Linked DNA regions of Pan troglodytes: region 1 is linked to region 2. A link is a contact called in public HiChIP or PLAC-seq data. All regions are on one chromosome and are shown on one strand. Each heading gives the region's core, a stretch centred on a gene start, on an enhancer-like site or on the middle of the called end of the contact. The rest is flanking DNA. Distances are from core to core; before and after follow the strand shown.

Region 1 (4,149 bases), core at 1,057-3,556, 310 kb before region 2:
ATTAATTTCTTTCCTCTGAAAATAAAAGTGTATACTATGCCACCTACCTCACCCTCAGCATTCTTTTCTCCCCTCTACTCCATGCCACTTAAAAAAAAAAAATTCTCTGGCTGGCATGGTGGCTCATACCTGTAATCCCAGCACTTTGGGAGGCTGAGGCAGGTGGATCACGAGGTCAGTAGTTCAAGACCAGCCTGGCCAATCTGGTGAAACCCCGTCTTTACTAAAAAATACAAAAATTAGCCAGACATGGTGCCTCACACCTGTAATCCCAGCTACTCGGGAGGCTGAGGCAGGAGAATCGTTTGAATCCAGGAGACGGAGGTTACAGTGAGCTGAGATCGCACCACTGCACTCCAGCCTGGGTGACAGAGTGAGACTCCGTCTCAAAAAAAAAACAAAAAACAAAAAACTCTGATAAAGTTTTTAAATTATTCCCACTAATTTGGTTTGTGTGACAGTCTATCAGGTGACAACCTATATTTCACTTTACTAGGGTCATTTGTGATATTCTAAATGAGCTTTGCAGTAACTTGTTCTTTTACTTTCATTCATCTCAGAAAACCGACAAAATTTGATTTCCTGTGGCTGATAAACCTGAATTTGATACCCCTAACAAATTTAGGTGTTCCCTCTTAAAAAAAAATATTTATCTTGCCTAGTAAACTGAATTCTTGGCAAGTGTAGGCATTTCACAGGCATGGGGTGTGTTTTAGAGGTTTGAAATCAGGTCATTTCCTAAAGAAACATGATGTTGTACAGGGAATGTAAGAGCTATAAAGGGCTTTGAAGGTATCAGGATGTCTCCAAGGGACAAGGTAGAGAGACCCTTGTCCATCTCATACCAGAAAGAGTTCTGAATAAATTACGTGGAAACTCCAGAACACAGTAATATCTTCATAATGAGTTAGTTGAACCATTTCTTACAGAGTAGATTACCAGGTGTATCCAATAAATCAAGAAGTTAACCCGTGGAAAATTGAAGGGACTTTTTATGTTTGCCTATGAGCTGTCTGGGGAAATGGAGGAGAGGCAGGGAATACTTTGCATAGCTTAATCTGCTCTTAAGTTCCTGGACATACCTTCCCCTTTTTAAAGTATGATTTAAAGGCAACAATCCATCTCCCCCGGACTCCCATACAAACCTCTTTTGGCAGCCAAATGGTCTTCATCGAGCACACACTTTTCAAAGAATTAAGGATGTCTGAGTAGGTTTAGTTTAGACCCTGCCTTCCCTCTCCCCACAACCCAGTAACATGCTGAAAATAAGTAATAACCTTCCTGGGTACCCCCAGAAAAACCTGTTTGCAGAAACTACAACCCTTCCTCCGAAAAAAAAAACCTATCTTCTTAAGGAAGAATCTCAGTGTGGTGGTCTGCAGTTCACTGCAGGCATTTCCCTCCTCACCATTTACCAGTCATCAGTTACGCTGCATCTGAAATTCGTTTTTGTAGACTCTCATTTAGACCGGCTCCACCGGTGCCCAACTGCTTAAAAAAAAAAAATAGCCCCTGAACCAATCTCTGGATTCCTCCAGCAGGCTCAAAGCGTTCAATTTCGCTGAAACTCTGGGGTGAAAACCGCCAGGTCCAGCCGGCAGAGCAACCTCCCGGGCAGCACGGAGGCTCCGTCCCCGGCGAGGCCGCCGGCACCTAGGCAGGAGGGCTCTTCGCACAGCTGCGCTAGGAATTTGGCTTCGCTCGCGGCCGCGGGATTAGTTCGAGTCCCACGGGCTGGCCAAAGTGACACTACATTTCTTCTTCTTCGTTTTCCCATGTGACAGGTCCCCCTGCATTAAAGCCACCTCCTCCTCGGCCCCAGCTCAGGTCCAGCGCTCCTGACGCCCGCGCCCCATCACCCGCACCCTACACCTGGGGAGGGGGTTCATGCCAGCAACCCTCCAGGCGGGAAACAAAGGCGGAGGCAGGGCTGCCAGGTGGGCAACTCCCCTCGGGCAGACCCGTCACGCAGTGGGGAGGATGGGAAGGTGCCTGAGAGGATAGGAAAAGGGAAACCAAGGCAACCGGGGCTGCATCCTCCCTGAAGCTGGGCTCCCGGGGCAAGCTGACCCCACACCTCCCCGCGCCCCGCCCAGCCCAGCCTAACCCGCTTGCCGGGACCCAGCATGGGAAGGACTGGGGGGCCGCCCCGTAGCGCCGCTTACCTCGGGAGAAGCGCTCCGGCTCCCTCCGACGGCTCAGGAGAAAGCCCCACCGCTCGCGCACGCGCTCTCGCGCACTCGCGCCTTCGCCCCTCGGGCCCCCGCGCGCGCCCCTCCGACCAGGCTCTGGCCCGCCCCGGCCTTGTCCGTCAGCGTCCGCGACAGCCAATCCAGTCGCACGGAAGGCTCAGCGCCGGTCACGTGGTGAGACCAGCCAATCACCAAATTGCCCTCGGCAGCGCCCGCTCCGATGTCTCTGGGGGTTCGGTTGCTACCTAGCAGAGCGGGTGCGAGGCTGGCACAAAGGGTCTCTGTTTTCGGGGGCTAAGTGGCACTCAGTTGATCAATTACCAGATCAATTGACTTCTCAAATTCTAATATAAATAAGAATCACTTGACTATCTTGTTAAAATGCGGATTCTGATCCAGAAGGTCTGGGGTGGAGACCTGAGATCCTGCATTTCTAATAAGCTCCCAGGTGGCGATGACGAAGCTCTTGGTCGGAGGATCACGCTTTGAATTGCACCTGTCCGAAAGTAATGGCTGTAGCCCCAGCTCCACGTAATTTGAAACTTGCACGACCTTTCTTGTCCTTCTTCCACTGATGAGAAGCGTTCCTGTGGCTACATGGGGTGTCCCGGTGATGCTTACAGTTTGGGCACCAGCTGAGGGAAGGTGTGTTTAATCCCCACATTACCCACCCTTGGTCTATGGAGCAGCAATCATGCCAACTTGGTGACTGGAGTGTGGAACCAAAAGTGGAGACGGAATGGCCATGGAAGAGAACACTGTGTCTACGTTAATCCTAAAGGGTTGGGCGTGTGTGTCTGAGTGGCGCGGTGCCAGACACTTGGCCAGAGAAGTGGTATAAGTGGTCCCTGCTTCTCAAAACGTAACAATTTGTTGTAGAACTATACAGGCTAGTTCAGAAAGAAGCATGTGGAGAAAACATCCGGGAAGCTAACAGTCACAGCACAAATTCAGGCATAAGCTAAAGAGGTTGTGAAATAATATGCCTTGGGGGTCTTAAAAACTGTCCAAATATTCTTCTGTCAGTAATTCCAGAGTCAAGAAGTTAGGACTCCCACTGGCCCTGTCATCTCTCAAATTTGACCTAAGGACTCAGTGTTTTCGGACTGGCCAGCTAGAACCTTTGTTGTTCAGCGTAGCCAAGCTCTTATTACCCAGTAGTGTACCGCCGTGGTTCAAGATTCTTAAGTGCTGAATTCTCCAAAACCTTCATCTCTCATCTCTTGAAACCAGGTGGTATAACCCTGCTTCAGCATTTCTCTCTCACTATCAAGGTGATCAAACTGTCGCTTAGAGAAAACTTCACCTTTGTCAGTGTGTCCTGAACTTCTCTGGCTTCTCATCCCCAGAAGTGAAGCCCACCTAGCAATCTCAGACATTGTTCATCACATTGTCCCTATCAGAGATGGCATCGCACAAAATTCAGAGTTTCTGGGAACATGTTAAACCTGTCACAGCAATGATTCTGGCTACAGCAGGAGTAAAGAAATGTCTAAGCAAGAAAAATGTTTTGAAAGCCTCAAAAAAAAGTTTGTTTGCTGTCATTAAACCAGTGGTTCTCAAGCCTAGCTGGATGGTAAGTATTTATGGAAGTAGGTTGTGGGGCCCTGTGCCTGGAGATTCTGATTGGGATGAGAAGTGGGGCTTGGGCAGCTATAGGTTTAAAAAGTTCTACTGGCGATTTGATATCCATCCATGCTTGAGAACACCTGCATAAGCTGCTAGATCGATAGACGCATTTTTTAACAGGGAAAACTAAACTCCGCAACACAAATCACTAATGACATACACACTCTGTAAACAGAAGAAAGTTTCCACATAATTTTTGAGAACTGATTTTTAAAGGCCAAAAATAATTCATAGGTAATAAATACTCCAAAGACTAGTCAATGGACTAAATTGAAAAGCTAGGTCCACAACTAGGTTTAATTTCAATTGATTAACTAAATATTTCTAA
Region 2 (4,198 bases), core at 721-3,220:
CCACAAATTGTGTAGCTGTCTTAGCTGTCTTTTCTATGGGAGGACTATTTAAAAAAATGTGGCCATCTTTAGTAAGTTATAAGCCACCTGCCAAATATTTTATTCTCACTATATTTCTCTATTAAAAGTTATTCTTTCAAAATGCAGACTGAAGTACGTGGGTTAAATTCAGCATGAAGAAAAACAGGTTATGAGGTTAGAAATAATGTCTTTTTTTTTAAGACGTAGTCTCGCTCTGTTGCCCAGGCTGGAGTGCAGTGGCGCCATCTCGGCTCACTGCAAGCTTCGCCTCCCAGGTTCACGCCATTCTGCTGCCTCAGCCTCCCGAGTAGCTGGGACTACAGGCGCCTGCCACCACGCCTGGCTAATTTTTTTGTATTTTTAGTAGAGACGGGGTTTCACCGTGTTAGCCAGGAAGAAATAATGTCATTTTTTAGGATTAAGAAATTTGGTCACTTTGGCATTGACCAATAGTAATCTAAGATCAGTACGCAAGTAGGGTGGAGAAATGTGGATTAGAGGCATGTCACTGGATAGAAATGACGTGGGGAAAGGAGAGATGCATGCTTCAGAGCACTCAGTTCCAGACTGTAGAATCTGAATGTACTCCCCAAGCTGTAGGAAGTTAGCATAGTGAGTTTGGTTATTTGTTGGAGAGAATGGGTGATGGCTATTTTATCTTCTTACTCAAGCATAGTTATGGAAGTGTTCAGCTGAGGCCCATTCCAAAGGAGGTACTAAGATGCAAAAATGTTCAAAGGGTTTAGTCAGAAACCTAGTGGATGATCCTTAAACCCCTGATCCACATGGAGAATTCAAAAATTTGAAGTTAGAAATCAGAACGGATTTGAAAAGGTAGAAAGTTCTTAAGGTACTGTGATGGTGGAAATGTTTCCCTTTATCTCAGGAGACCACCTGAAGAAATTAGTATATATACTCTGGATTTTGAAGAATGCAAAGGCCTAGTGTATGACTACTTCCTGAAGAAAATCTAAAGGGTAAGAGAAAAGATGACTAGCCACTTTGATAGAGGGAATGAAGGAGAGACTGGTGTGCGGTCTCCAATGTCCCATGCTGCAATGAGTTAAAAAACTTAACCTTGTCTAAGGATTGTCCCTAGTGGTTTCAGACTGTAAAATCTAAAAGCTCTTTCTTTGCTGGCATTATTCCTTGCTGGTCATTCTATCTACATGCATACTGAGAGAGAGATATCGCGGGAAGCACATAGCAGGCACTCCATAAATTTTTCAGATTTCCCAACTGCTTCCAGAAAGGAGTTTCCGGTCAGGCACGGCGGCAGCGAAAGAAATAGCTGCAGCGTTTGTAGAGCAGCTGGGACCCAGGCCTGTGCTCCCTGTGAGGCACGCCCGCCAGGGAGCCTCGAGCCGGGCGGAGACAACGGAGAGAAGCCCTGTGTCGGAGCACCACTCCACCAGCGTTCGGAGCATCACTCCACCAGCGTCCGGTCCACTGCTGGTCCTGCACAGTCGCCACTCCCCCCATCCTTCCTGCTAGCCCCGCCCTTCTTGCTAGCCCGCCTGGCCCTGTTTGCTTTCTCGACCCACCCACGTTTGCCCTGCCCCGCCCACATGCCCCGCCCCACTTGCCCGGCCCCTCTTGTTGTCCCGCCCAGCCCTGCCCCGCCCCGTCCTGCTGCCCCGCCCCGTCCCCCTCGCCCATCCCGCCAGTTCCGCGGCCCCGTCCCGTTCCGCTGCCCCGCCCCTCCAGTTGCCCCACCCCATTCCGCTCTCCCTCCCCGCCCCGTTCCGCTGCCTCTCCTCTTCCGGCTCTCCGGCCCCGCCCCGCCCCGTTCCGCTGCCCCGCCCCGTCCTGCTCCCCCGCCCCGTCCTGCACCCCCGCCCCGCCCAGTTCTGCTGCCCCGCCCCTCCTGTTTCCCCGCCCCATCCCGTTCCCCCGCCTCGCCCCGTTCCGCTGCTCCGCCCCGTCCCGCTGCTCCGCCCAGTCCTGCTCTCCGGCCCCGCTCCATCCCGCTGGCCCGCCCCGTCCCGTTCCGTTCCTCTGCCCTGCCCCGTCCCGTTCCGTTCCGCTGCCCAGTCCCGCTGGTACTCACTAGGTAGTAGCGGCAACGGACGCCATGGGGACCGCCTCGTCGCTCGTGAGCCCCGCGGGCGGGGAAGTGATCGAGGACACGTACGGGGCGGGCGGCGGCGAGGCCTGCGAGATCCCGGTGGAGGTGAAGCCCAAGGCCCGCCTGCTGCGCAACTCGTTCCGCCGAGGCGCGGGGGCGGCGGCAGGGGCCGGGCCCGGGTCGCTGCCCCGCGGGGTGGGCGCCGGCGGGCTGCTGGGGGCCAGCTTCAAGTCTACTGGCTCGTCGGTGCCAGAGCTGGAGTACGCGGCGGCCGAGTACGAGCGGCTCAAGAAGGAGTACGAGATCTTTCGCGTCAGCAAGAACCAGGAGTTGTTGTCCATGGGCCGCCGCGAGGCCAAGCTGGACACGGAGAACAAGCGGCTGCGGGCCGAACTGCAGGTAACGCCGGGCTGGGCCGCGACGCCGGGAGACCCTTGGGAAGCACGGCCGTCCTGCTCCCTCTCCAAACCAAGCGGCTTTGAAAGTTCGGCGGAAACTGCCCATTTTAATTTGAGAGGCCATATTCTCTTCGAGTCTGAAATGATTCCTTAACCCTCCCCTTTTTCTGTCTCTTTTTTTGGGGACAGGGTCTCGCTGCGGTGGCACGATCGCGGCTCACTGCAACCTGGAACTCCTGGGCTCAATGATCCTCCCGCCTTAGCCTCCTAAAGTTCTGGGATTACAGGAGTGAGCCACCGCGCCCGGTCCCCGCTTTTCTATTTCTGGTTTATTCATTGAGGCACCTAGAAGAAATTAGCCGGAAAGTGTCCTGAGGAGGCAAATGCCAATCTCCCGCTCCACTGCCGCCCCCGCGCCCACCCTCTCAGAAGGCTGGTGACATCTGTTGAAGCAACTCAGCAAACTCTTCCTAGGAGTTTCACCCCCCTCCCCACCATAAAAATTTTAAGTGGGTCTCCAAAGTGGGGCTCATGTGTCGGTTTCTTTGTGAAGTTTCATCGCTCTTGCATTTTAATGGTCTTGACATGAAAATTTCTGGAAGCCTCCTGATCTCACCATGGTTGAAAACCTTCTCTAGATGTAGTCAAATTTCCCTAGTCCATTTGATTAATTTACGCTAAAAGCAATTATTGCATGCCCTCCATGTAGCAGGTCCATTATAATTCAATAAAATAGTATGTAAAGCGGCCGGGCGTGGTGGCTCACGCCTGTAATCCTAACACTTTTCGAGGCCTAGGCGGACGGATCACCTGAGGTCAGGAGTTCGAGATCAGCCTGGCCAACATGGTGAAACCCCGTCTCTACTAAAAATACAAAAATTAGCCGGGCATGGTGGCAGGCGCCTGTAATCCCAGCTACTCAGGAGGCTGAGGCAGGAGAATTGCTTGAACCCGGGAGGCGGAGGTTGCAGTGAGCCGAGATTGCACCATTGCACTCCAGCTTGGGTGACAGAGCGAGACTCCGTATCAAAAAAAAAAAAAAAATAGTATAAAGCAAGAGGTTGCTTTTCTGTGAACGAATCTCTAAAACTTTTTGCCCTCAGTTTGGGGCCCCTCTGATCGTTGTTGTGTCGTTTGTTTACTCTTTACTGTGGGAGAGACTTATAGGCAGCCTAAGAGTTCCCGGAGTCGTTACAGTCGGGGTGAAATAAATACCTCAGACTGATTTTTCTAAAAGAAAAAAAGCCTCCTGTCTTCAAGACTAGACATTCTTCTAGTCAGGTGTTGTTGTTGTTGTTGTTGTTGTTGTTGTTAAACTCCCTCATTAGCTGTTGTGTAATTATTGTCGTTGTCTGGGAAGAAGTCCGTATAGCAGTTTATCTGTTGTCTTATCAGTTTTCCTACTGGGCAACCTTAATGCACTTGCATGTATAAAATGGACTAGTGCATTTCAAATATCTGATTTAATGTATCCAAGCCACTGCCCAACAGACACTGCACGTTGGAAACAACTGTGAGGTGGGGGTAGAAAAGGCCAAACCAAACAGGGCGGAGTGCAATAAGAGTTGGCAAGTGTCACAGTCACTCATGTCACCAATCCTGATTCCCTGTGAAACATACTGGTTCCTTTCTCACATATCGAGGCATGAAAAAACTTATCCATATTTATTTCATTCATTGTGTCAGACATTTACTGGAGACTTGCAGTGTA

What was found. HiChIP or PLAC-seq counts read pairs in DNA pulled down with a chosen protein or histone mark.
Region 1: a contact with region 2 is called in an H3K4me3 HiChIP or PLAC-seq map of stem cell-derived excitatory neurons, with 4 times the contacts expected there. The contact joins the promoter of TMEM108 here to the promoter of NPHP3 in region 2. A contact is called at or near these places in 3 of 7 Hi-C or Micro-C datasets (induced pluripotent stem cells and stem cell-derived neural progenitor cells), 1 of 1 datasets of contacts at active chromatin or transcription factors (stem cell-derived excitatory neurons) and 1 of 1 other capture datasets (stem cell-derived neural stem cells).

Annotation. Positions count from the first base shown.
Region 1 is chr2:136,282,938-136,287,086 of NHGRI_mPanTro3-v2.0_pri, reverse strand. It overlaps TMEM108 (transmembrane protein 108), which reads right to left and starts at 2,306. Exons shown (of 6, transcript XM_016941951.4): 1 at 2,166-2,306.
Region 2 is chr2:135,971,881-135,976,078 of NHGRI_mPanTro3-v2.0_pri, reverse strand. NPHP3 (nephrocystin 3) reads left to right here and starts at 1,970. Exons shown (of 26, transcript XM_024355683.3): 1 at 1,970-2,488. The coding sequence starts at 2,096.